Regions from separate parts of the Salmo salar genome. Here region 2 is linked to region 1. The links are chromatin contacts, called in public Hi-C maps. All regions are on one chromosome and are shown on one strand. Each heading gives the region's core, a stretch centred on a gene start, on an enhancer-like site or on the middle of the called end of the contact. The rest is flanking DNA. Distances are from core to core; before and after follow the strand shown. Region 1 overlaps LOC106613723 (protein strawberry notch homolog 2). Region 2 holds the start of LOC106613723 (protein strawberry notch homolog 2).

Region 1 (3,736 bases), core at 658-3,157:
CCTCAAAAAGCACTAATCGCTCAGCACTAGCTGAGGTCAGTTTGACATTTTATCCACTAATAGTAAAGGTAAGGCTTGTATTTGGTGGCGGGGGTAAGCCGATCCTAGGTCTGGATATCAGGATAACTTCTACCGCCTCCTCCTATCATTCAGCCAGAGGGAATAAGCAGAGACTTCCTGAAACCCTCACCACCACTCTTCCTCCTCCTCCAGAAAATCTGATGAGGCAGCCAGGGAATCCCATTCTACTCTGCCAGGCCAGCCTAGGTAGTGGAGAGTCAGTCATTCAGTCCATCTCAAGACGACAACCTTAACCCAACTCTTATTGTGGTGTTATGTTTGGACGTTTTTCTACCCAAAATGTGCCGTGGTTAGCATTTTTAGCAGAATCAGACTAAAAATTAGTATTTCTTTCCTTCGTTTATTTTTCTATACTGCTGTGTGGTTTATTAAAAATAATCAATTGTACGGCTTTATCGTTTCATGGCCCTTTAAATCCCTTGGCGTTAGGAGCCAAGTGGTTCTGTAATGTTCCAATACGCCACCCTGCTGACTCAAAGATAACATCACAGCACCTGATGCCAACACAGCTGGGTGAAACGCTCCCAATAGCAGTTGCTTGTGAAAACAACTTACCCTCCTCCAATCCTAACCTAGATATTTTGTGTGTATTGATGTGTGCCGTTTTAAAATGTATGTAAATTTGTCCTTGAGCTTTTGTTGTCTATTAATGTTCTGTATCATGTCATTTTCATGTGTGTGGACCCCAGGAAGAGTAGCTGGTGCTTTCGCAACTGCTAATGGGGATCCTAATAAAATAATAAAACATCTAACCTTATTATTCAAGGAAGGGGACGCAAAACTGACCTTCGATCATTGTCTGGGACAGGGCCAGAAGGGACAGTGGGAGGAGGAAGCCCCACCGGTCTCCAGTGTGGGTCATGTTTGTGGACCCTGTATGGAACCCTGTCCATGCTGCTGTCACCAGAGCCTGACTGATAGCCTGGGAGGCACGGAGCTGTCTGGATTATGTTATCCCAGGCAGTCTACGTTACCCACATCCTTTACATACAGTACAGTGTACTGCTCTGCCCTATAAACACACAGCCCATCCCAGCACAAGGACACCCACAGAGGCCTTCACGTCCTGCCCAGCCACAGGAAAGAAGGGAAGCTGGCCTCTGGAACGTTCCAATATTTCCTAACTCTTCAATAATAAAAGGATGACATGTCAGGATTATAGGTTAATGATAAAGAAGAATACAGCTGGCTAGGAGGCCTGCTGAGATGGCTTTGTCTGTTTTGGGTCGGCAGAGAGAGACGGGGAGAATCTTTCAGGCTGTGTTTTCCATTGAAAGTGGAGGGGCAGTAGGACACACTCATAACAATCCACATAAGTCAACACCACCACCATCAAATGCATTCAGTGGGGTACAACGTTAAGATAACAGAAATGTAATGTATAGAGCTAAATCTGTTCTACACACCAGAGAATCATGTCTGGTTTACACAACACATTTCTATCCGAATGTTCTGTAACGCTCAGTTCCCTTATGTGGAACCCCTCTCTTCTTCTCCGCAACAAGTATAAGCTCTCAGTCAACAGTCAGATATAATAAGAAATCGGAAAAAACACCATAGTTCGGGAAATGATAACAGAGCCAGTCATGCAAAAGGGAAGAGGGTTAGCCCAATAGGAGGGCAGCAGTCAGTGGCCCTGGTGATCTCCATGTCAGCAGCTGTGGGGATCTGCCAAGAGGAAGTAGAAAAGGGCTTGGTGGAGAGGAGATGGCACACACGGAGGGTATCTCTTGTTTAATGTAGATTCCTTTCCTTGTCTCGTTCAGTTCATCTGATTCTGCACTGATGAGAAAAAACTGGACTGGTGAAAGCAGATACCTGGCCTAGGCTACCAATCTTTCCTTCTTGTGCATTCAGAGGTGTGGCAGTGTGTGTGTGTGTGTGTTTTGGGGTGCGGGGCAGGTGTGAGCCTGCATCCACAAGAAAAGTGGATTTGGTGGGGATCTGACGTCAGATAAGTAACTCCGTTCCCATCAGATAACTCAATTCCAAAGAATTGCCTGGTAATTATTGCGCAGGCTAAGATTGTCCTTATTTGCAAACTAAATAGGCCAAAAGATATTAAATACAAACATATTTCAGTACAAAGAAAATTACAGTGACATGAAACATTCTTAATACCAGTTATCTTTTCTTTTTTGATTTGGAATAGAATTGGCTGAAGAAAAAAGACCCCTCTGAAATCCCAACCCACACAATCCAAAACCAAAAGCCCATGAACTCAGCTAACCTTCCAGTCTTTGTCAGTAAGTTCCACCTGTGGTCAGTCAGTGGGCTGGGGTTGTCAAGTTCTAACTCAGTGACTCACCCAGGACAGGAGGACACCACTCATAGTGATCCCAGTGCCAATGAGTCTCCCTCCTCCATTCTCTCACTCCCTCTGCCACTTCCAGTAAGACACATGCCTTGCCGACACTCTGGGCTTAAAATAGTGCTGACTCCCTGGCATCTGCCATGGAACTGGCAATCCACACACACACACACACCCCCTCTGGACCGGAGAATTATTACTGAGGACAAAGTTTACTCTACACACTCACTGGGCGGACGTCAATGGAAGAATAGAGCATGATGCTGACCACTGCATGACGCTCGTATTCAGATAAATATGACCGTAAAAATGGGCATTATGGTCAAAACACGGAAATTGTTGATAATATCAACTTGGCACACCCTTGGAGCCATATCATGTGATCAGATGAATGACCATGAATCATATAAACTACAGATGAATTCTGACCAAAAACCTTTTAGATAATGTATAACTGTTTCCTGTCCTCTATACTTGGAATAGAGAGAGGAGGAGAGCGCAGATACACGACGTGTGCTGAATGGTGGTCGTGCACAACTACCAGGTTCTAGGACTTACTGGAAGGCTGCTGTATGGACAGCCGTTTGTCACATTAATTGTGACCGGCAGACACCAACAGGGACGAGCAGCCCATGAAGCTCAACGTGAAACAACAGCATTTCCAGCTCCCACTCTACAAAACCACCAATATGCTTCATAATAACCATACAATAATCATATTTCATATATATTTATTTTATAATAGCCTATAGGTAGTTTTCAATAAAACATCACAATATGGCGTAGCATGTTCGATTTGCCAGCTGAGGGTCAATGAGACCCCCAGTTTCGCTAAAACAACTGACAACCGCTTGCTATTTTCAAGGGATTGTTAAATAAAATGTTAACTATTTGGATGTAATAAACTCAGCAAAAAAAGAAACATCCCTTTTTCAGGACCCTGTCTTTCAAAGATAACTCGTAAAAATCCAAATTACTTCACAGATCTTCATTGTAAAGGGTTTAAACACTGTTTCCCATGCTTGTTCAATGAACCATAAACAATTAATGAATATGCACCTGTGGAACGGTCGTTAAGACACTAACAGCTTACAGACGGTAGGCAATTAAGGTCACAGTTATGAAAACTTAGGACACTAAAGAGGCCTTTCTACTGACTCAAAAAAACACCAAAAGAAAGATGCCCAGGATCCCTGTTCATCTGCGTGAACGTGCCTTAGGCATGCTGCAAGGAGGCATGAGGACTGCAGATGTGGCCAGGGCAATAAATTGCAATGTCCGTACTGTGAGATGCCTAAGACAGCGCTACAGGGAGACAGGACGGACAGCTGATCGTCCTCTCAG
Region 2 (3,718 bases), core at 350-2,849, 77 kb after region 1:
ACCATAGGGCGGCGCGCAATTGGCCCAGCGTTGTCCGGGATAGGGTTTGGCCAAAATGTGTTCTTAATTCACTTGCCTAGCTAAATAAAGGTTAACTAAAATTAACACACACACACACTTGACACTTCCACACACATACCGACAACAAACACATCACACACAATTTGCTGCTGATACACTGTTCTTTATTTGACTCTTATTACTATCTATCCTGATGCCTTGTCACTTTACCCTTCCTACAGGAAGATACAATATCTACCTCAAATACCTCGTACCTCCGCACACTGATCTGGTACTCCCTGTATATTTTATTTTATCTTTATTTAACTAGGCAAGTCAGTTAAGAACAAATTATTATTTTCAATGACGGCCTAGTGGGTTAACTGCCTTGTTCAGGGGCAGAACGACAGATTTGTACCTTGTCAGCTCGGGGATTCGAACTTGCAACCTTTCGGTTACTAGTCCAACGCTCTAACCACTAGCTCCATTCTTATGCATTTTATTCCTCGTGTTGATATTTTGAAACTCTATTGTTGCGAAGGTCTCATAAGCAAGCTAGCATTTCACTCTAAAATCGACAAGCTGACAAATACAATTTGATACATAAAAAAAGCAGTATCAACTGCAGGCAGACTCAATAGCTAACATTTCTACGGCTAGGGCTATAAAGTTCCACTAGTTTTACACATACTCAGATAAGCATGACTAACGCGTAGGGGGTCAATGCCTCCTCACAGCTGTCCGTGATCTACAATCCAGGCAAGCTAGTGACACATATCGCCTCCAGCTATTCCCCCTACTCCACTCTCTAGGTTAGCTAACTTAGCAGTGCAAATACAGAGATAGCTTGTTAGCTACCACTAGCCAGGCCAAGGTGTTAGCTGAGTTAGTTAGTACCACAAAGCGTTAGCAATACTAGCTGGGTAAGAGATAACGACAGCAAAACGAAAATGTACAACTTTGCGAACCTCAACCTGGACAAACAAAAATATGGACATTCCACAACATTTCAGCAGCATTAACTATGAAAAAAAAAATATATATACATTCACCAATGTTACTTAGCTAAACAAATTGGTGCTATCAAAGTGCGACGACAAACTAGCCTGACTACCAAGCTAACTAAAATCAAGCTGCTTGACAAGGCTCGAGCCGCTGGAGTTTGGAATTGATAGCTAACAGTAGCTAGCTAGCTAACATTCGCTGCCGATGTGTCGCTCGCACCGTGTTTTATCTTTCTGAAACGCTTAAATTAAACTTACCACGAATGTGTTACTTATTCTAAATCCCAGCTCAGATCACACGTATGTTTTCAATCGAATTCCTGAGTTAAATGAACCGAAACAAGGAATTCGATCCAACTTATTATTTTCAGTTGTTTCTTCACTTCCTGATAGACGCTGCCATTTTGAATTGAAAGCAGATAGTTCCGCTGCTGTCGTCACACTGTGGGCTACTCTGTGATTGTGGCTTGAGGTTCGTGGATAACAAACAGCATACTTTATCTGCCGAAGTAACTTTGACAATTAAAAACGAAAAGAACAATAAATAAGTACAGAAAACACTACAAGAAATATTGTTAACACAATTTAGCCAATTCAAACACTACAGTCTATTGCCTACATTGCCTATTCTCCGCTGTTTTGAATAGGCCCTAAAATCAAAGATCACTACAGTGCTTACAACGCCTCCTGCTGGTTAAATTGAGCAATTCGAAAATCCTCTTCATGAGATTCATGGTGATGTGGGGAGTAAGTAAATACCCTCGCTCTGGCTAGAAACTCGTTGCAGGCTTTGAAAATAACAGTTTCTTACTTTTAATTAAATCTAATTTTATAAGGCACATACGCTGAATTCAACAGGTGTAGACCTTACAGTGAAATGCTTACTTACGAGCCCCTAACCAACAATGCAGTTTTTAAAAAAGTATACATATATACATAAAAAAATACAAATAAAAAACAAGTAACAAGTAATTAAAAAGCAGCAGTAAAATAACAATAGCGAGACTATATCTGGATAGTTGAGGTAATACGTATGTACATGTGGGTAGAGTTATTAAAGTGACTGTGCATTGACGATAACAAGAGAGTAGCAGCTGTGTAAAAGAAAGGAAGGGGGGGCAATGCAAATAGTCTGGGTAGCCATTTCAGTTCAGTGGTCTTATGGCTTGGGGGTGGAAGCTGTTTAGAAGCCTCTTGGACCTAGACTTGGCACTCCGGTACCGCTTGCCTTGCGGTAGCAGAGAGAACAGTCTATGACTAGGGTGGCTGCAGTCTTTGACAATTTTTAGGGCCTTCCTCTGACACCGCCTGGTATAGAGGTCCTGGATGGCAGGGAGCTTGGCCCCAGTGATGTACTGGGCCATTCGCACTACGCTCTGTAGTGCCTTGCGGTCGGAGGCCGAGCAGTCGATATACCAGGCAGTGATACAACCCGTCAGCATGCTCTCGATGGTGCAGCTGTAGAACCTTTTGAGGATCTGAGGACCCATGCCAAATCTTTTCAGTCTCCTGAAGGGGAATAGGTTTTGTTGTGCCCCCTTCACGACTGTCTTGGTGTGCTTGGACCATGTTAGTTTGTTGTTGATGTGGACACCGAGGAACTTGAAGCTCTCAACCTGCTCCACTGCAGCCCCGTCAATGAGAATGGGGACGTGCTCGGTCCTCCTTTTCCTGTAGTCCACAATCATCTCCATTGTCTTGATCACGTTGAGAGAGAGGTTGTTGTCCTGGCACCACACGTCCAGGTCTCTGACCTCCTCCCTATAGGCTGTCTCCTCGTTGTCGGTGATCAGGCCTAAAACTGTTGTGTCATCGGCAAACTTAATGATGGTGTTGGAGTTGTGCCTGGCCATGCAGTCATGAGTGAACAGGGAGTACAGGAGGGGACTGAGCATGCACCCCTGAGGGTTCCCTGTGTTGAGGATCAGTGTGGCGGATGTGTTGTTACCTACCCTTACCATCAGGGAGCAGCCCGTCAGGAAGTCCAGGATCCAGTTGCAAAGTGAGGTGTTTAGTCTCAGGTTACTTAGCTTATTGATGAGCTTTGAGGGCACTATGGTGTTGAACGCTGAGCTGTAGTCAATGAATAGCATTCTCACATAGGTGTCACTTTAGTCCAGGTGAGAAAGGGCAGTGTGGAGTCCAATAGAGATTGCATCATCTGTGGATATGTTGGGGCGGTATGCAAATTGGAGTGAGTCTAGGGTTTCTGGGATAATGATGTTGATGTGAGCCATGACCAGCCTTTCAAAGCATTTCATGCTACAGATGTGAGTGGTAGTCATTTAGGCAGGTTACCTTAGTGTTCTTGGGCACAGGCACTATGGTGGTCTGCTTAAAACGTGTTGGTATTACAGACTCAGACAGGGAGAGGTTGAAAATGTCAGAGAAGACACTTGTCCGTTGGTCAGCGCACTCTCGCAGTACACATCCTGGTAATCCATCTGGCCCTGCGGCCTTGTGAATGTTGACCTGTTTAAAGGTCTTACTCACATCAGCTGCGGATAGCGTGATCACACAGTCATCCGGAACAGCTGGTGCTCTCATGCATGTTTCAGTGCCATTTGCCTCGAAGCGAGCATAGAAGTTATTTAGCTCGTCTGGTAGGCTCGTGTCACTGGGCAGCTCTCGGCTGTGCTTCCCTTTGTAGCCTGTAATGGTTTGCAAGCCATGCCACATCCGGCAAGCGTCAGAGCCAGTGTAGTACGATTCGA

Evidence for each region. Hi-C and Micro-C count contacts between places; a contact is called where the count stands out from the background.
Region 2: a Hi-C map of muscle shows a contact between it and region 1, with 4 times the contacts expected there. The contact joins the promoter of LOC106613723 here to the enhancer-like site in region 1. A contact is called at or near these places in 2 of 3 Hi-C or Micro-C datasets (gill and muscle).

The regions. Positions count from the first base shown.
Region 1 is chrssa10:19,805,809-19,809,544 of Ssal_v3.1, forward strand. The region is part of intron 4 of LOC106613723 (protein strawberry notch homolog 2); the gene reads right to left. Among protein-coding and RNA genes, the nearest start is that of LOC106613722, 55 kb to the left of the region's middle. Within about 2 kb of position 1,908, at least 4 of the 13 cell types and tissues checked have an H3K27ac peak or open chromatin away from gene starts, as enhancers often do. A contact at or near this core is called in gill and muscle, where this site is marked.
Region 2 is chrssa10:19,882,797-19,886,514 of Ssal_v3.1, forward strand. It overlaps LOC106613723 (protein strawberry notch homolog 2), which reads right to left and starts at 1,600. Exons shown (of 29, transcript XM_014216274.2): 1 at 1,263-1,600.